4 separate regions of the Mus musculus genome follow, and all the other regions are linked to region 2. Evidence: chromatin contacts called from public Micro-C and promoter capture Hi-C data. All regions are on one chromosome and are shown on one strand. The core of a region is the stretch at or near the end of the contact, and the rest is flanking DNA. Distances in the headings are between cores, read along the strand shown.

What was found. Promoter capture Hi-C pulls out the DNA fragments that hold promoters and counts their contacts. A called contact is a pair of places that touch in the nucleus more often than the background predicts.
Region 1: a promoter capture Hi-C map of liver shows a contact between it and region 2, with 4 times the contacts expected there. The contact joins the enhancer-like site here to the promoter of Anxa3 in region 2. A contact is called at or near these places in 15 of 39 promoter capture datasets (the 3T3-L1 cell line, 3T3-L1-derived adipocytes, the C10 cell line and 9 more), 17 of 484 Hi-C or Micro-C datasets (the HL-1 cell line, MC3T3-E1-derived osteoblasts, Sertoli cells and 12 more), 6 of 115 datasets of contacts at active chromatin or transcription factors (bone marrow-derived macrophages, embryonic stem cells, extraembryonic endoderm stem cells and 2 more) and 4 of 9 other capture datasets (adipose tissue, embryonic stem cells, liver and 1 more).
Region 3: a contact with region 2 is called in a Micro-C map of embryonic stem cells, with 3 times the contacts expected there. The contact joins the promoter of Paqr3 here to the promoter of Anxa3 in region 2. A contact is called at or near these places in 9 of 39 promoter capture datasets (the 3T3-L1 cell line, 3T3-L1-derived adipocytes, the HPC-7 cell line and 5 more), 4 of 484 Hi-C or Micro-C datasets (bone marrow-derived macrophages, embryonic stem cells and granulocyte-monocyte progenitors), 5 of 115 datasets of contacts at active chromatin or transcription factors (bone marrow-derived macrophages, embryonic stem cells, microglia and 1 more) and 2 of 9 other capture datasets (adipose tissue and liver).
Region 4: a promoter capture Hi-C map of second pharyngeal arch cranial neural crest shows a contact between it and region 2. The contact joins the enhancer-like site here to the promoter of Anxa3 in region 2. A contact is called at or near these places in 13 of 39 promoter capture datasets (3T3-L1-derived adipocytes, the C10 cell line, the HPC-7 cell line and 8 more), 1 of 484 Hi-C or Micro-C datasets (the CH12 cell line), 8 of 115 datasets of contacts at active chromatin or transcription factors (embryonic basal ganglia, embryonic limb bud, embryonic stem cells and 5 more) and 1 of 9 other capture datasets (embryonic stem cells).

Annotation. Positions count from the first base shown.
Region 1 is chr5:97,055,569-97,059,969 of GRCm38.p6, forward strand. It overlaps Bmp2k (BMP2 inducible kinase), which reads left to right. Exons shown (of 16, transcript NM_080708.1): 10 at 1,298-1,458. Among named protein-coding and RNA genes, the nearest start is that of Paqr3, 54 kb to the right of the region's middle. Within about 2 kb of position 1,488, at least 8 of the 459 cell types and tissues checked have an H3K27ac peak or open chromatin away from gene starts, as enhancers often do. A contact at or near this core is called in liver, where this site is marked.
Region 2 is chr5:96,790,506-96,795,113 of GRCm38.p6, forward strand. It overlaps Anxa3 (annexin A3), which reads left to right and starts at 2,880. Exons shown (of 13, transcript NM_013470.2): 1 at 2,880-3,058.
Region 3 is chr5:97,109,925-97,114,187 of GRCm38.p6, forward strand. Paqr3 (progestin and adipoQ receptor family member III) reads right to left here and starts at 1,672. Exons shown (of 7, transcript NM_001359910.1): 1 at 1,335-1,672. The coding sequence starts at 1,519.
Region 4 is chr5:96,309,005-96,313,540 of GRCm38.p6, forward strand. No RefSeq gene overlaps it. Among named protein-coding and RNA genes, the nearest start is that of Fras1, 63 kb to the right of the region's middle. Within about 2 kb of position 2,442, at least 2 of the 459 cell types and tissues checked have an H3K27ac peak or open chromatin away from gene starts, as enhancers often do. A contact at or near this core is called in second pharyngeal arch cranial neural crest, where this site is marked.

The DNA.
Region 1 (4,401 bases), core at 238-2,737, 260 kb after region 2:
CTACAATATGCTTATACAATTTTCTGGAAAAAAAATTGCCTTCCAAAGTTTTTTTTTTTAATAACTTCATGCACCATAATAGCTTTTGATCATGTGTGCTTCCCTTACCATTCTTGTCTCCTCCCACTGCCCCCCTTCACTTCCTCTTCCCAAACAACCCCCTTCTATATTACTTCCTGTCTTTCTTTTTATCACCTACTGAATTCCTTTAAGGTACCAACCGGAATTTTCTGAAATGTTGTCATGCAGTTTTTTGTTACTTTCCTTTTAGAAAGATAAGTGTTGGGGGGCTCCCTCTAGTGGTACATAGAGGTATTATGAAAGAGGGGTAGTGTGTGCTGCAGGAACTGTGGGCATGATAAATCAGGCATATACAGTGTTAGTTGTTAAATCATTTGAAATCATATTAAGTGAAGTCACTAAAAATATAGGAGAGATTTATTAATGTTTTATAGAGTTTATAAGTATAGAAAGCAAAGTTGAAAAAATATGTAATTTTCAGATTATATTGGTCCCACACTCATGCACATACTGGCAGTACTAAATGGACTGAGTGGGTATCAAAAACAAACAAACAAACAAAAGATCTCATGAAGTTGTGAGGGGCAAGTTTTGAGGGAAATAAGGAGGAAGTTGGAGGGGAGAGATTTGGGGATTGGATTTGTTTCAGATACATTGTGTGCATGTATGAATGCTAAAAATAAATTTACCTATTTTTATTGTTGTTTTGAAATGTCACTTATGTCTGCTAATCCTTGTTTTCAAAATTGTGCTTGCTGTTCTGCTGTGTGCATTTGGGGCTTATGCGGAGTCCCAGTCAGACATTTCTCCTGATTGCCATTCAGTGTTCTAGGACAACAAAGGTTGGGTGAGCAGGCAGCCTGACTTGGCAAGCACTGGCTTCTCTGGTTTTACCTGCTCTAGGAGACAGACAGCATTTTCTTTCTCTTGAGTCCAAGTGAGGGGGATTATTTCTTGTGTCTTTTTAAAGAACTGGATCTGGGTTTTGTACAAAACCCTGTGAGAACATTGCTCTCTGTGCACTCTCAGTCGTAATGCTGTCCCTTAAGTCTCCTGTACTTCCAGCTTGGCAGGCTGACGTTTCAACAGCTATGGCTGCCTGTATTGTTTTCTTTATTAGCTTTATTGAGCTGATATTCTGAGGTGGATACTTAGAAGGAAACCAGATGACTGATGTGGTCATCTGTAATAATCAACTGTGTCTGTATTTTGTAGAATGAATAGTAATTTAGAGATAATTTCATTATTTGGAATGAATTATATTTTTCTATTATAGAATAACAGATACCATTGGACCAACAGAAACCTCAATTGCACCAAGACAAAGACCAAAGGCCAATTCCACTGCTGCCACTTCCAGTGTGCTGACCATTCAGAGTTCAGCAACGCCTGTCAAAGTCCCTGCTCCTGGGGAGTTCAGCAACCACAAACCCAAAGGTAATTAGCCTTTGCAATTCTGACCTTTCGATAAGGTTTGTTTGCCTTGGAGTATAAATAAATTTAATTGACCATCGTAAAGCACAGAGCCCAGTGCTTTAAGGAAAGCCTGGCTACATGGCTCGGTCAGTAACGTGCTCGCTGTGCAGGCATGAGCACCCAGGTGGAGATCCCTGCCCCCTCAGTAAAGACAGATGGGCATGGCAGTGTGCTTCCGCAACCCAGCCTGGGTGTGAGGTGGTGCACGGTGTGGTGGGAGTGGGCCGCTGCGGGGGATGGGCTAGGGGTAGAGACAGGCCTGTTTCCGGTTTGAGGGCCAGCCAGTCCAACTGCAATGACAGCTTAGTGAGAGACTTGTCTTTAACAGAAAAACGTGGGACAGTGACTGAGGACATCCAGACCCCAACCTTTGTCCTCTGCATGTGGATGAGCCCTCTCATGTACACACACGCACACACACACACGCACGCACGCACGCACGCACGCACGCACACACGCACACACGCACCACAAGAAACTGTCTACTGATGTCCCGTAAACCAAACCTTTTTTATTTAAATTAAGGACCTCAACATAAAACCAGATACACTGAATCTGAACTATTTTTTTCTAAAGGCAAAGCAGAGTTATTAGTGATATAAATGTTTATAGAAGTCTCGGTTTGCTTTGATATATGGTCATCTCTTTGATATATGGACCCAAGCTCATCTCTTGGGTCATCAGCCGAGAGCTTTGAGGCTGGCTGTACAAGCGCAGGAGACTTAGATTGGACAGGAAGGGATTTCAAGTTCATCTCGTAGTGTTACAGGTCTCTCGAGCCTTGGGGAAGGAGCCATGTGGAGATGACAGCATAAGCACTGTCTCATTTGATTGTGAGAAATCGTTTTTATAATGCTTTTTTGTTTGAGTCAGGGTTTCTCTGTGTAGCCCTGGTTATCCTGGAACTTGTTCTGTAGACCAGGATGACCTCACACTCACAGAGATCTGCCTGCCTCTGCCTCTGTAGTGCTGGGATTAAAGGGATATGTCACCACCATCTGGCCTGTTTTTATAGTCTTAAAATGCATTATGATTGTGTAATGCCTAAAATAGATATTCCTGTAGAATATCTCCAATAGAGTAAATTTAAATTTTTAAGGTGTCAAAGATGTAGTCTGAAGAGTCACCTCCAGAAGACCCTTATTTACATAATATTTCCTGACAAATCTGTCCTGTTTTAAGTTTTTATTACAGATACTGTAGTGGTTAAGAATACATATTTGAGTCATGAATCCGATTTGAGTTTCATTTCTCCCATTTTCTTTAAACTAACATACATAATAAAAGCATGTGTAGCTGTCTACTCGGATTCCTGAGACCTTTACCTGTCTGCGTAACATAAAGCCTGATCCAGAAGTGTTATGAGATGGTAGCTGTCACTTATTACTACGTAAGTCTAGGCTCAGGGACAGCAGGCGATGCTTCTCTTTGCATTCATTACCTCGCACATTGTGGCAATGAGTTTGTGGTATTGAAATGCATCAATTGGAATATTAAATCCATGGATAGGAGAGATGACATTTTGAACTCATTTGTATATCATTCCCATTTCACTTAAAAATCATTTTCTGTGTGTAGATGTTTTGGCTGTATATATGTATACCATGTATATACTTGGTAGCAGGGTCCAGGAAAGATGTCTTGGAACTGGACTTAGAGACAGTTGTGAGCCACTGTGTATGTGATGGGACCTGACCTGATCCTCTAAGAGCAGGGATTACCCGCAGATGCTGAGCTATCCCTCCAGTCCCCAGTGACATCATTTGCTGTTATTAGTAGTGTGGTGGTGAACAGCTTTACAATCAGTTCTTGACTTCCATGCCGGTGCATTTGTCTGAGGATTATATTAAACATATCTGGGGGCTGGAGAGATGGCGCCTTGGTTAAGAGCCTTTGCTGCTCTTCCAGCAAGCCCTCACTTGGTTCCCAGTTCATACATGAGGCTGCTCAAATCTTCCTGTAAGTCCAGCTCCAAGGGCACCTGCATGAACATGCTCTCTCACACACACCTCTCGTAAAGGAAACTTTAAAGAGGAATATTCATTTACAATTTGTGAACAGTCAGATTTGACCCAAAGATTCCAGGAACTTACAGCATCAGCCACAGTTTCAGTCCCCTTTACTCTGGTCTTTGCAACATTTGAGAGTTGTCCTGAGCCATCTTGGATAGGGTAAGGCATGCAGGTGACTTTACTGGAGGTGGCCCACTGTTTTTGCATGGCTGTGATGGATAAACTGAATTGCAGGGCCTTCAGAAATTTCATCTCAGGAGTGCTTCTTGCAGCTCATATACCTTTCCTATCACTATTACATAGTATAAGGATTCCTGGGCATAGCCCACCCTATTGGGTAGATTTCCTACAGATCAACATAAAGATGAACTTTCATGAATTAATACTGTTTAGATAAATTAATGACTTTATAAAATTCCTCATTTGGTTAAAATAATTTTAGGAAGAAAGTTTTAAAAGATGGTTTTATTTTGCCAAAAAGATATAATAAAATTTGAAGCAAGTATAGAATGTGCCCACTCCTCATAGAAGGTAGGTAAAGGCTGTGTAATAAAGAATACAGTAAACTTTCACAATTACACTGAAAAGAGAAATAGGCTTGAGACAAATTTGTGATCAAAGAAAAACATTCATTTTAGGTCAGATCCAAGGGTGAAGCCACAGATGTGCTCTATGATAAAGCAAGGCCATGTGAAACCATTGCTCTGAACTTATAATGAGCTTACAGATTGGAACACTGCTTTGAACTTACTGCCCACATCCTTCTGTAACTCCCCTTTTGTGTAACATTTTATTTATTTATTTTCTAAGAACTTCTGTCTATAGAAAGTCCAGAGAAAAGAAATAAAATGTGCCTTCGGGGCCTCTGCCCCATCCATCCATTCATCCATCC
Region 2 (4,608 bases), core at 1,630-4,129:
GTATGACATCTCCCATCCAACATACCCCACCAAGCTGGCATACTTCACATTAAGATTAACTTATTTTACCCAGAATCCATAGTTTTCTTAAGGTTTAAGCCTAAGTTTTCTTGGCACCATACAGTCCGTGTTTTGACAAGTATATAATGTCAGTTATCCATCGTTAGAGTCATACTGCATGATTTTACTGCTCTAAAAATTCTCTGTTCCACCTGCTAATACCCTCCCCCACCACAGCTCTTGACAACCACTAACCAACCTTCTCAAGGTCTCCGTAGTTTTGTCTTTTCCAGAATGTCACAGAGTAGGAACCACACCCTTTACAAGCTGGCTTCTTCACTTAACCAGATACATTTCAGGTACCTTTATAGCTTGATTGCTCACCTGCTTTGGGTCCTGAATAAAATTACAATATACAATGTACCACAGTCTACTGCCCATCCACCTACTGAAGGACATCTTGGTACTTTCACATTTCCGCAATTACGAATAAAGCTGGTACAAATACGTATGTGTAGTTGTTAGCGAGCACAGAGCTTCCGTGATACTTGGACAAACACCAGTAAGCACAATTCCTGGATTGAATAATAAGACTATATTTAGTTTTGTAAGAAGCAACTAAATTATCTTCCATATGGCTGGACCACTTTCTTCTTTTATCCTCACTAGCAATCTGTTCTGTGTGGTCAGGCTTGTTAGTAACACTATGACCCTGGGCATTTGATTTAAGTTTTCAAACCTGACCAGACCACCTACAGGGATCAGTGGGTAAAGGCACCTGCCACGGACCTTAACCATCTGAGTTCACATGCCATTGTGCTTGTGAACTCACACACACACACACACACACACACACACACACACTATACATACCATTCCATACCATTCCATACACACATACATACACACACAGCATCTGAGCTCACGTGTCACCTATACAGATACAAGTTTACACACACACACACACACCATCTGAGCTCACATACAATTGCATGCACATACACATGCACACACAAACACATACCTCCCATCTGAGTTCATATGCCATTAAACATGCCACACACAAAAGCATGCACACATACACAAATATGCACACATAGGCACATATACAGACATAAATAAATGTAAAAGGAATTAAGAACTAATAAATAGTATTTTATAGTACTGCTACATCAATATTTGGAACTAACATAAAATAACATATGAGAAAAACTATAACTATGCCCCAATACAGAAAACCTAAGATTCTTGATGAAGTTCTGCACCGAGGTAGAGTAACATCAGGGCTGGTCTGCTGACCACATCCACTTACTTGACCTGCTCACTCAGTTTGTCTACACTTGCTTCCTCTTCTGTACATCTTTATGTTTTGTGGTGGTGGTGGTGGTGATGATGACGGTGATGATGAGGGTAATGATGGTGATGCTGGAGGTTGTGGTGATGCTGGAGGTTGTGGTGGTGATGGTGGTGGTGGTGGTGGTGGTGGTGGTGGTGGTGATAGTGGTAGTGGGGTGTATATGCACATGCGTTTGTTGTGTGTGTCTGAGCATGCAGAAACCAGAGCAGTATGTCTTCCAGTGTTGCTGTCTGCCTTATTCCCTTGACAGAGTCTCACACAGAACCAGGAACTTACCATTGGTTAAGCTGGTTTGCCAGCCAGCTCCAAAACACAGATTAATACCAAATTTTACATGGGTCCTGAGGATTCAAACTTAGGACCTCGTTTTTTACAAACTTTTTACCCTCTGAGATATTCCCCTAGCCCCTCTGTTCCACAGGCTTTAATAAAAACTTCTGTGTCCTAGAAACAACCTGAAGAATGTAAAAGTAAACAGATGACATAGTCCACTAACTTCAATGTCTGATAATTAGTGGCTTTTCCACCTATCTTCTTTCACAGACACTACCCGATATTAAGTGGATGTCTTTAGGTTTCTATTGCTGGGGTAAAACATCGTGGCGAAAAGAAACTTGAGGAGGAAGGAACGAGTTTGTTTCAGTTTATGCGTCCGCAGCACACCCTGCCATTGAAAGAAGTCAGGGCAGGAACCTAGAGGGACCCTGGAACCGGAAGCAGGAGCTTGCGCAAAGGCCAAGGGAAGAATGCTGTCTATTTTGCTCTCTAGGACTTGATCAGTCCTTAAAGGCATACAAGGACCAGCAGCCCAGGGATAGCACCGCCCACAATGGTCTGGGTCCTCCCACCTCAAACGCTAATTAAGGAAACAGAGTCCTAAAGGCTTGCCTAAACCTCATTTTATGGGAGTCACTTTCTCAATTAAGGGTTCTAGTTTGTGGGGAGCTGACACAAAACTGGCCATTTTAGTGGGAATTTAATGTTTATCCTCCGTGACTTACCTGTGGTTCTGAGGGCTCAAAACACAAACACTGGTGCTTCTCTGAGCTCTAATCCTCCCTTTAGAGTCAAAAGGCCAAGCAGAGACACTCCTCAGACTCATAAACTCAAAATCTAGCTCTGCCGTTCTTTCTGTATGATTTGACCTCCCTTGCCTCTGTGACTCCTTGTAAAATGAGTACAATCGCATCTGTCTTGTAGTTTGGTTATCATGCGGGGTTTAGACCAGTGCCTGACTCGAAGGACCCTCTAGGTAAGTAAGCCATACTTAGTATAGGTACCTGTGAGGACTGTCAACTCTGAATCCATGCTGTCTAGAAAATGAGCCAAGCCCTAAAAGGAGGGGGTGGGAGTGGGGGTGGGCGGGGGATGGGCGGGGGGTGAGAAAAGTGAAAAGAAAGAAGACAGAGGAAAGGGTTTGGGTTTGGAGGAAGCTGGAGGAGGATGTGAGGGAGACAGGGGAAGGGGAGGGCTTGCGAGGGGGGCGTGGTGGGTAGGTCACGACTGGAGCAGAGAGGATCCTGGATCCAAGAGCCACTTGCAAGCCGGTCCTGGGCAGTCCGTGAGTAGAAACAGGAGGAGGGGCTGAGGAAGGGTGCGGTCTGGGTTGCCACCCAGGCTAGCCGGGAGCTACGGCCGGCCGAGGCTGATCTTTCACCTTCGCTGAGCTTCTGCCTGGGCTTCGCCTCCGCGGCCCCAAGGGTAAGTTTCCCATGCCCGCCCCTCTACAACCACGGAACATCAGGTTCCCGCGGAGTCCCAGGTCGTGAGCGCAGCTTGCTCCTGGGGCTGTTCCCTCCCCTCCCTTCCCCCAAGCCCTCTTCCCTTCTATGGAAATAGAAGAGACTTGACCTGGGGGGCACAAGGGCCGAGCTGAGTAAGTTATCAAACTTAGGGTCTTGCAGCCCAAGCTCACATCCAGGGGACTGCTCATTCCTAAATGTCTCGGAAACATTTAAAAGAAGAAGGGTTAGAGGAAGGTCTCCTGCCCCTGCTCAGAGTTCTGTGCTGAGAACTTTTTTCCTAAGGCTCCCATGAGAGATCTTTCTCCCCTCCAAGTGTCTTTTAGCTTTACTTTGTATAGGTAGGAGAAAGATGTATTGGACTTTGAGAGTTGGGGAACTTCGGTTTTCTCTTTTAAAAGACACCGTTTTCTTTGATTGCAACAGAATTCTATTCACTAGACATGAATCACCTCCCCTGCTTCTTGAGTCAGCAGGTGAGGTATCGAGGTAGAGGTATGTGGTTTGTGATTGCAAATAGCCATATATAGAAGTTCTGGGTCCTGTGCCAATAGAAAGTTGAGCAGCCGGGGCAAAATTCTTCCCCAGGAGGTGCGTTAAAGAGAAGAGGTTCCTGCCCCCGAGAGAACTTCAGTTTCTACTCCTCACCAACATCATAAAAAGCAGACTAAAAGGTTATTCTATGAAGAATCATTACTGGTTTTCCTGAAGGTGGAAGTTTCAAACTGCCTAGAAAGGTACTTTTAAACTCAAACGAAGATCAGACCACTGTCCGCAGATCTGTTGGTGTTGAGAAATCGGTAGAAATGCCAGCAGGAGGAAGTACAAGAAAATGTAGCTGCTGTAATCCCCTTCAGGAAGGATGTGTTTAAAGCTCTATTGTTAGATCACTTGGCTTGCACTATGGAGTAATTCTCTACTTTTTACAAGCTTAAAGGATGGCTTGATAATACTTCTTAGAAATTTCCACATTATATTGGATCAACAAATGTCAAGCATCAGTTTGGGTCCGGGGCCACAGGGCTTGGGGATTAACGGTTCATTCCTTTGCAATCTAGATGCCTGGGTTCAGTCGGGTCGACCCAATAGCTGTATGGTGGGGATTTCACTATTGCTTCCTGTGCCTCCAGCATCTTCCTGTGCTGTTAATGATGTCTCTCTCACTAACTAGGTTATTCTGAGGCTTATGTTTAAATCATTGAATACAGTTTTTTTTTTTTCATATACACCAGTGAATAAACATTGCACAAATCCCCAGCTTTGAGAGCTCACTTTCTAACACTTTGCCTGTCACCTGACACCTAGTAAAAACACAAGATGCTGGCTGACAGCATAATCTATCTTATTTCCTCCCAGCAATAGAAACAGCCATCTCCCTATTTTACACATGAGGAAATCCTGACTCAAATTAGGTCTCGAATTAAGAGATGTGTTAGCATTTTGTCTGTGTGACAGAACATCTGAGAGGAAGAATTTAAAAGGAAGAAAGATGTCTTTTTAGCTCATGGT
Region 3 (4,263 bases), core at 422-2,921, 320 kb after region 2:
CGTAAATTTTGTTTATCTTCAAAATCAACAGGTTAACTCTTGCTCAAATTTCTGAAGCAGTTAAGAGGCATGTTTGTGAACTTGCATCTGACTCAACAACTCAAGATCTAACGTTTTATAAGTCCTGGTTTCAACTCCTTCAGATTTGGACTCAAGACATCAGAATGCAGAGGAGCACTGCTGGGTGGGTACAATATTCACAGCAGTCCACTTCTGGCCTGTCTCCTCCATCCCCACAGCAGGGCCTAGCTCTGATTTCTTAATTATGTACCAGAAGCACTGGGGAGATAAAGCAGTAATTAAAACTCAAATTGTGACATCCACTTGGTCATCCATTCAAACAAGGCCACAAAAATCCTTTCAAGGCAGTACAAAAAGAAATGGGATGGGGAAAGACTGTGCTGGAGAGATCAATAAACGCACACGTGGCTGCTAGTTGGGCAATTCAACAGCCCACACTGTGGGAAGCAGAGATGGCCACTCCAGTGACCTGGAGGGCTGCACCATGCTTCTGATAGAGCAAAAACTTTAGTACATACAGTGAGGTCTGACAGAAGACTACCCTGAAAACCAAAGCCATTTTTAAAATTTTCTTTTTAAACAGAAGCTTCTGAGACTCTCATTTTAAAGCTCTAAATCAACAAACCCATGTTGTTTGGAGGCTTCTAAGGTGTTCTGTTGGTCTGGCTGTCCCCTTTCAGAGTTCTTTGCTACAGGGTTTCTCCTACACAGCACTTTCCACAATTACTATTATGTAATAGTGTAATTATCCCTTTAGTGTCTGCCACTCAGGCTAGACCTCAGCAGCTTCATGGGAACGAGGACCATGCCTGCCTTCTGCAACTGGTATAGTGCCTATTAGCTAGCAGAGCCTCAATGCGCATTTGGTAGATGATTGAATGAATCAGGGCTTCCCACATACATATGCACAACAATGTGGACCTGTCTGCTATTGAATGGACATTCAGCTGGCCAACACTTCTGAATCCCCACAGAGCTGCCCTAGAAACACAGCTCAGGTATACAAAGCAAATAAGGTTCGGCCTTTGTCAGTAGGGAAGATTCCAACCCATATCCCCAGTGATTACCAAATGGAAAAAAGGATGTAAAAGCGCTTTGTAAACAGCAAAGGGCCAATGGAGAAGGGAACGATGACCACTGTAAATATCATTGTTATTTCGTGGATCAAGGGCCCGCGGAGGAGAGAGAGCAGAAAAAAGATAAAGGGCCCAAAGGTGAGGAATTGATGCGCACAGAGAATAGCGGAGAAAGATGGGGAGAGCAGACAAAAAGCGTGAGAGGAGAGGATGCGCCGCAGGGAGCAGCCACTGTACCTTTTGATACACAGTCTGGAAGGAAGGTAGGCCCGGTAGCCGTCGGTGATGTAGGGGTTGTCTTTGAGGGATACCGGGATCTGTTCATAGGTGTAGAGGCGGATGCCGCGGGGTACCAGGACCGGCCAGTATTGGTAGCTGCCCAGCTCGATGTAGTGCGCACTCTTCAGCAGCTTCTGATGCATGGTTCCCAGGCGCCGGCCCGGCCCCGCCTCCCCGGGGAGGGGGCTTTGCCGCTGGCGCCCCCGCCCCGGAGCCGCCGCCGCTGAGCCAGGAGCTTCGGCCCGCGTCTGCTCAGGCCCGGCTCCGCTACACACACCTCCGCCGCTTCAGCTCTGGACGGCCGCCGGCGTCGCAGCCTGGTCTGACGTCAGCGCGCCGAAAAGCCCCGCCCTCTCCACGCCCCTCGCCTTGGCGGCCCGCCCTTCCTTCGGGCTTTACCAGCAGGACCCGCCTGCCGCCCCGTCCTTTACCTGGCTGGAGAGCCCCCTAGTTCCTCCTTCGCCAGCCAGTCAACCTCTGGCCCCGCCCTACTGGGTGTCCCGCCCCTAGCCAAACCCTCTTAGCCGGTCCACCGCTAGTCCCGCCCTTCTACCCGGGCCGCCCCTAGTCCCGCCCCCATCCGGCCCGCCCCTAGCCCCGCCCTTCTGCTCTGCCCGCCCCTAGCCCCGCCCCTATCTGGCCCACCCCTAACTCCAATCAGGTCCGCCCATCTCCCTTCAGCTTCAGGTGAAAAATCCAAATCCAAGTACGACCAAATCCAAGTGATTCTTTTTTTTCTGTTTTCCATTAGAAGTGATATTTACTGTATTTTGAATAACAAGAAGAGAGTAACAGAAAGGTAAATAATTCAAGCTAACTTACAGCTGGATGGTGTATTGTTGATGAGATACACACAGAAGGGACCTTGGTGTGGATTTTTTGTTTTTGTTTTGTTTTGTTTGTTTTTGACTACTAGGTACATTAGGATTTTTTATATATTATATTTATTAACAAGTTAAGGTCGTATTTAGGACAAGACACATATCATAGTAATTCATATAAATATCTACCTATATACACTGATACAGCTGTGTGAACTGAGGAATTATTTTATGATGGCAAGGTTAAACTTGAAACTTATCTTTAAAGTACGTTTATAAGAGGTAAGAAATGTGATCATGTCTTCAAGGTGAGTCACTACTGAGTGAGAGTCATCTGGTAATTATCTTTGAGTTCAGGGGAAGACCATGAAAATGTAAATATATATATTAAAAGACCATAAATATTTTATTGTTGGACAGTTTATCAGTCGGGAAAGAGACTCATTCTGGATATCACCAATCGTTTTGTTTTAGTTCAAACTGTCTAACTCAGATTTCTTTCTTTTATAGAATACAATGATACTTTATAAAACTTAATGTTTTTCCATATAATATATCCTGATCACTGCTTTCTTTCCCCCATCTTCTTCCAAATCACTCCTACCTTCTCGCCATTGAAATTCCATGCCCTTTTCCTCTCTCTAGAAAACAGACAGGTAGTTTAAAAATAAAACTATGAAACAAATAAAACAAAGGAAAAGCACAATAAACACAAATGTACAGAGATATGTACACATAGAAGCACACAAATACAGACAACTCTATAAAAAACACAAAATCAGAAACCATAATACAAGCAAAAGATCAACAGATAAAAAAGTCCAGCAATGTGGGACAAAACTTTTTTTTTTGGTAAGGCAAAGGACATTGTCAATGGGACAAAATGGCAGACTGGGCAAAGATCTTCACTAACTCTTCATCAGACAGTGGGCTAATATCCAAAATATATAAATATACAAAGAATTCAAGAAGTTAGACTCCAAAAAAACCAAACCAAAACCAAACAAAACAAAAAAACCAACCAACCAACCAAACAACAACAACAAAACCCAAATAGCCCATTTTTTTAAAAATGAGGTACAGAACTAAACAGAGAATTCTCAACAAAGGAATCTTTGAGTGACTGAGAAGTACTTAATGAAATGTTCAACATCCTTAGTCATTGGGGAAATGCAAATCAAAACGACCCTGAGATTCCACCTCACACCAGTCAGAATGGCTAAAATAAAAAACTCAGGTGACAGCAGATGCTGGTGAGGATGTGGAGAACAGGAAGACTCCTCGAGTGGTGCAGGGGTTGCGAACTTATACAACCACTCTGGAAATCAATCTGGCTGTTTCCCAGAAAATTGGAAATAGTACTACCCCAAGACCCAGCTATACCACTCCTGGGCATATACCCAAAAGATGCTCCACCATACCACAAGGACACATGCTCCGCTATGTTCATAGCAGCTTGTAGAGAGCCTTTTGGGGTGCCACTTGGCAGGAGTCTGACATTGGGCATGACAAGGAAATGGCCTTCAGGCAGGAATCTGACTTTAGGGCATAATAAGGAAGTAAGTTTCATCGAGAATCTAACTTTAGGTTGTAATAGGGAAGTGGGGTAAGGCAGGAATTTTAATCTTAGGGTGCAACAAAAGAAGTAGACTTTAGGTAAGATTTTGGGCTTGGACAAGGAAGTGGGCTCAAGTATTTTGGTCATCATGACAAGCGCCCCCCGCCCTCCTTTTTAACAACTAAGTTTTACTCTTTTTTTGTTAGATATTTTCTTTATTTACATTTCAAATGTTATTCCCCATCCTAGTTTCCCCTCCAAAAAGCCCCTCCCTCCTCGCCCTGATCCCCAACCCACCCACTCCCATTCTTGGTCCTGGCATTCCCCTACAGGACCTAGGGCTCTCCTCCCATTGATGACCGACTAGGCCACCCTCTGCTACATATACAGCTAGAGCCACAAGTTCCACCATGTGTTTTCTTTGATTGGTGGTTTAGTTCTAAGGAGCTCTGGGGGTACTGTTTAGTCCATATTGATGTTCTCCCATCAATATGGGGCTTCAAACCCC
Region 4 (4,536 bases), core at 1,192-3,691, 480 kb before region 2:
AACAATTGCCAGTTCTCTGTCCTCCAACGCAGTTACCGGACAAATCTGCTTCTTTGTATTTAAATGCAAATCAGCTAAAATACAGATCCATTTATTTGCTTACACTAGCTACATTCCAAATGTCCAGTAACTACATGTGGGCCATAGCTATCAGATTGGGCAACAATTATATTGAATCTAGACAGTATTTTCAGGTCCTACAAAATTCAAATTGTGTTGATCGGGTCCTCATCCTGGTTCCAGACAACTTTGCCACTTACTGTGTAACAAGAGCCTGGTAGTTCATGTTCTGACAAGGCAGTTTAGTGGATACACTAGTATTCACTCATCCAACAAGTGTTTGTTGAACAACTACTATATTTCCTGGCCTTGCTTGTCAGGTGAGCTTAACATTTTCAAGGAGAGCCAACCACAGAAACAAAAAAAGATTGGGTGCTGTTTGAGCTGAGACAATCTACAGAGGGGAAAAAGAAAAAGCATTGCTTTTTATCTCAAATGTAATAGTTTCCCAACCTCCTTTCTCTTTCTGTATATCCAGGTGCTTCCAGCAGCAGAGTTGTTGGATTCTCTGCCGGTGCCAACCAGATGGCTTACAGTTCAGTTCTGTTCTGAAAGTAACCATAGCCAGTCCCCTCAGATAAGAGGCAATATCAAAAGACTCTCCCATCCCGATACAACCACAAGGCCATGTTGCTATCTGTGCCTCTGAGCCATGGGCCGTATGTAATTCAGCTTCAGCAACCCCTTCTCCCCCTTGGGTCTGTCATTTGTTAGAGTGTCTCTCAGAACACAGAACAGTTCATTTGCTGGACAGCTTAATGCACACAATACTGTTTAGGAAGCCACGCTGAAGAGTTGCACCCGACATGGGGTCAGGATGGGTGGTGAGCTTTCATGTCTTCTCTGATGTCTTCTCCACCTTCCCTGGAGCCATCAGACTCTAAGGGTTGAGGTTTTATGAGGACTGATCACATAAGCACGGTTAGTATTAATTCCATTGCCAGCTCCTCTCCCCTCCCCAAAGGATGAGAGGTAAGGATTAAAGTCCCAAGCTTCTAGCCATGGCCTTTCTGGTGACTGGCCTCCACTTAAGGGACCACCAAGAACCACCTCACTGAAAGGAAACACTGCTGTCCCCAGGACACTCCAAAAGATCAAGAACCTATTCTGTGTGTTTTTGTTTTGTTTTGGTGGAGAACCAGGGCCAAAGACCAAACAGCACAATGAAATATACCCTAATGTCCATGCTTCCAAGGGAGTTACACAGGTTTTTAGGAGTGGGCTGGGAGCCAGCGACAATGACCAAATGTGTACTTTTTCTTTTGTGTTACCCTATGGTCATCAGGAGTAATTAGAGGTGAGTTTAGGGGATGCGACTAATCTCATCTAAGACAGTAAAGTGTCTTAAATAGATACTGTGTAATTATGGCTGTTTTGCTTTTACGCTCACTGTTATGATTTGAAATGTTCATAGCATCCAAAAGTCACATCCATCTGAAGGTGGTCCAAATGATAGTGCTAAGAAAAAGAGGCCTAAATTCAGTGTGTTTGGAATAGCAATTAGACAGTGCTAAAATAAGGCCATGTACCTTAATATTGTGTTAGCCATTCTGGAGAAAGCATATATTTCTTGAGAAACTATAACATTATAATAAAATCAGGCAATAATGGTGATAGATTTGTGTGCTGTGAGAATTCATCTCTCCCTGGTTCCTTTTGACTCCTGTGGGAGAAGGACTGTGGAGCTGTGCCAGGCTTCAGGATTAGGGCTCTCACATGAGGGGGCTCTGCATAACTTTCTCCAAATGTACTTACTTAGAGGGGAAAGCACATTTGCGCTGAAATCTCTACGGTTTGGCTGCAGGGCACTCTGCAGAGCCGCCAGCCCAGCTTATAGTTCAGCTCCAGCCAGGCACCCGGTGGTCATAAAGTGTATGATGGCCACTCTCTCAAAAGCCATTTCACCCTGGCTTTAGGTAGAAACTCTATGGGTGAGGGGGGTCGATTTTTTCCCCCAGCTCAAGAAGTGGCTTATTAGTCTAGACTTCTCCACGCTATTGAATCCGGCACGGACTATTTATCCCAGCTGAAAATTAGTATTGTGTGTGATCTCTTTGGCCACTGTAAGTTCTAATTTTTTTTTTTTTTTTTAAGAAATGGGCAAGTCTAGTCAGTGTGAAACTTAATTTGGTTTTGTAGTTGAAAGGAAGAGAAGCCCATCTCCCCCCTCCCCGGAAGTAAATGAGAATGCGTTTAGTCTTTCCATTTTGCTATTCTAAGAAACACCAAGCAAACAGGATAAAACAAAAATCAAACATTCAAAACAAACAAACAAATAAACAAAACCAAGGCAAGAGGAATGGAGAGATGTTTCAGACATTAAGAGTACTGGCGCTTTTCCAGAGAACCCAGGTTCCACCCACATGGCAGCTATTAACCACCTCTAACTGCAGTTAAAGGGATCTGTTTGCCCTTTCCTGGCTTCTGTGGACACCAGGCATGCATGTGGTACACAGACATACATACAGGCAAAACACTCATACACATTAAACAATATTAACTAAACAGAAGCAATGGCCCTGGTTTTATTACAAATCTTTGAGTCGGTTTACCCTCAAGTTTTCCCTCTGGTCTCTCTAGTATGTGAATCAGCAAATGGCCCCAGTCTCTGAGCCCAGCTCAGTTTAAATCATGTAGGCGCTCCCAAAAGCCTTGTAAGTGATAAATTAACAGACGTCGAGAAAGAAATACTCTTTTGCTTTTCCCTCCACCAGTGCTGTCCTTAAAGTGATCAAGATTTAATCCAGAGCATTAATGACCAGCTCGGTGACAGAGCACCAGCCTCACACGTGTGAAGTCCTGAATTACTCAATTCCTAGCATGGTGGGGGAGGGGTTAAAACACGAAGCTGATACATGAAGCCAACAGGATACTGATGAGCGGTCTGTTATTATCCCATCCTGTTTTTAAAAAATAACCTATTTTATTATCAGTCCCTAATCACTGGCACTTACTCCCCTACTGACTCACACTGCATATGAAGTGAAACACCATCCGTGACTCAGTTTAATTACTAAATCCTGATTGCCTACATAAATTAGCTGCTCTCTCCATCTGACATGGTGGGCACTGCTGACCTCGGATTGCTGGAAACACTTGTGGTCCCACTGGTGGTCAGTGTCGTGCGTGTGAAGGGCTTCTGACTGCAGTAATGTCCTCAAGCAGTACGGTGATGTTGCAGAGTCTCGTATTTTACCAAGTACATTATTGCTTCCCATTTGTCCTGGCTATACATCAAGGAGGTCTAGTTCAACAGAATCTGCAAATTATCCCTCAACAGAAGAGGCTGATATTCTGCATTCGTATTTTACAGCTGACACAGAGGCATTCATAGAAATGAAGTGTGTGTCGTGTATCGGTTTTGGACTCTTTCTGTTGTCAGTGATGGAATACAAAAGCCAAATTCATTAAAAAAAACCAGAAGTGGAGAATCCCTAGGTCATGAAAGAAGACTCCAGAAGTTTCATTTGGAGAGGCTCTGTAGCCCCAGCATTGCTAGCTGAACTAAGGTGTCCTCAGTGTTCGGCTATTCTCCATGGTGATCGGCCCCATTCTGAGGTTCTGCAAGCTGCTCTCTGAGCGGCTATGGTGTCCCTCACAAGTCCAACCAAAGGGAGTCTCGATCATAGAACCACTGGTATTGATCAACCAACCAGCCACTGTGTCTGAGAGGCAGAATGGATAGGTTGGCTTGGACTAAGGCTTTTCCTCCACTCTTGCACTCAGTGGGAGAGGCATCCCACTAGAACGTAAGAACATATCCATGCCTACTGAAGATAAAGGCGAGTCTTAGTAGGTAGAAGATCCATAATCCTAATCATCATGAAGAGAGGCCATCTTCCATTCTTGACTCTGGACTAAAGCAGTCTGTGCAGCTCTAGCCACACTCCTCACACGCACCACTTTTTTTTTTTTTTTTACACTCAGTTTCTCACTCAGTTGCCAAGTTTGCTCTTAGTAGGACTTCTTTGCTCTTCCTCTTTACAGATTCCTTTTGTAAATGCAACTCCTGTCAAAGTTCATGGGTGTCAGCTTGTTAAACAGCTATCTGCCTCCTCCTCGTCCTCCTCCTCTTCATTCCCCTCCCCGCTTTCCCCTCTTCTTCCTTCCCGCACTCCTCCTCCCTGTCTTCCCCTCCTCTTCCCCTCCTTTTTCTTCTTCCACTCCTCCTCTTCCTCCTTCTTCCTTCTCTTCCTCATTCTCCTCCTCCCTCTCCTTCTTCCACTCCTCCTCCCACTACTCCCTCCTCCTACTCTTCCCCCTCGTCTTCCCCTTCTCCTCACCAACCTCCTTCCCCTCCTCCTCCCCAAACTCCTTTCCCTCCTCCCACTCCTCTTCCCCCTCCTCCTCCTTTTTTATCTTCAGTCTTCCTCCTTTTTTTCATTTCATTTGCCTTGGAGTATAATTTATGTACACTAGCTATGGCTAGGCAAAACAGAAATATTAGGAATATTCTATGGGAAAATTTCCAAGGCA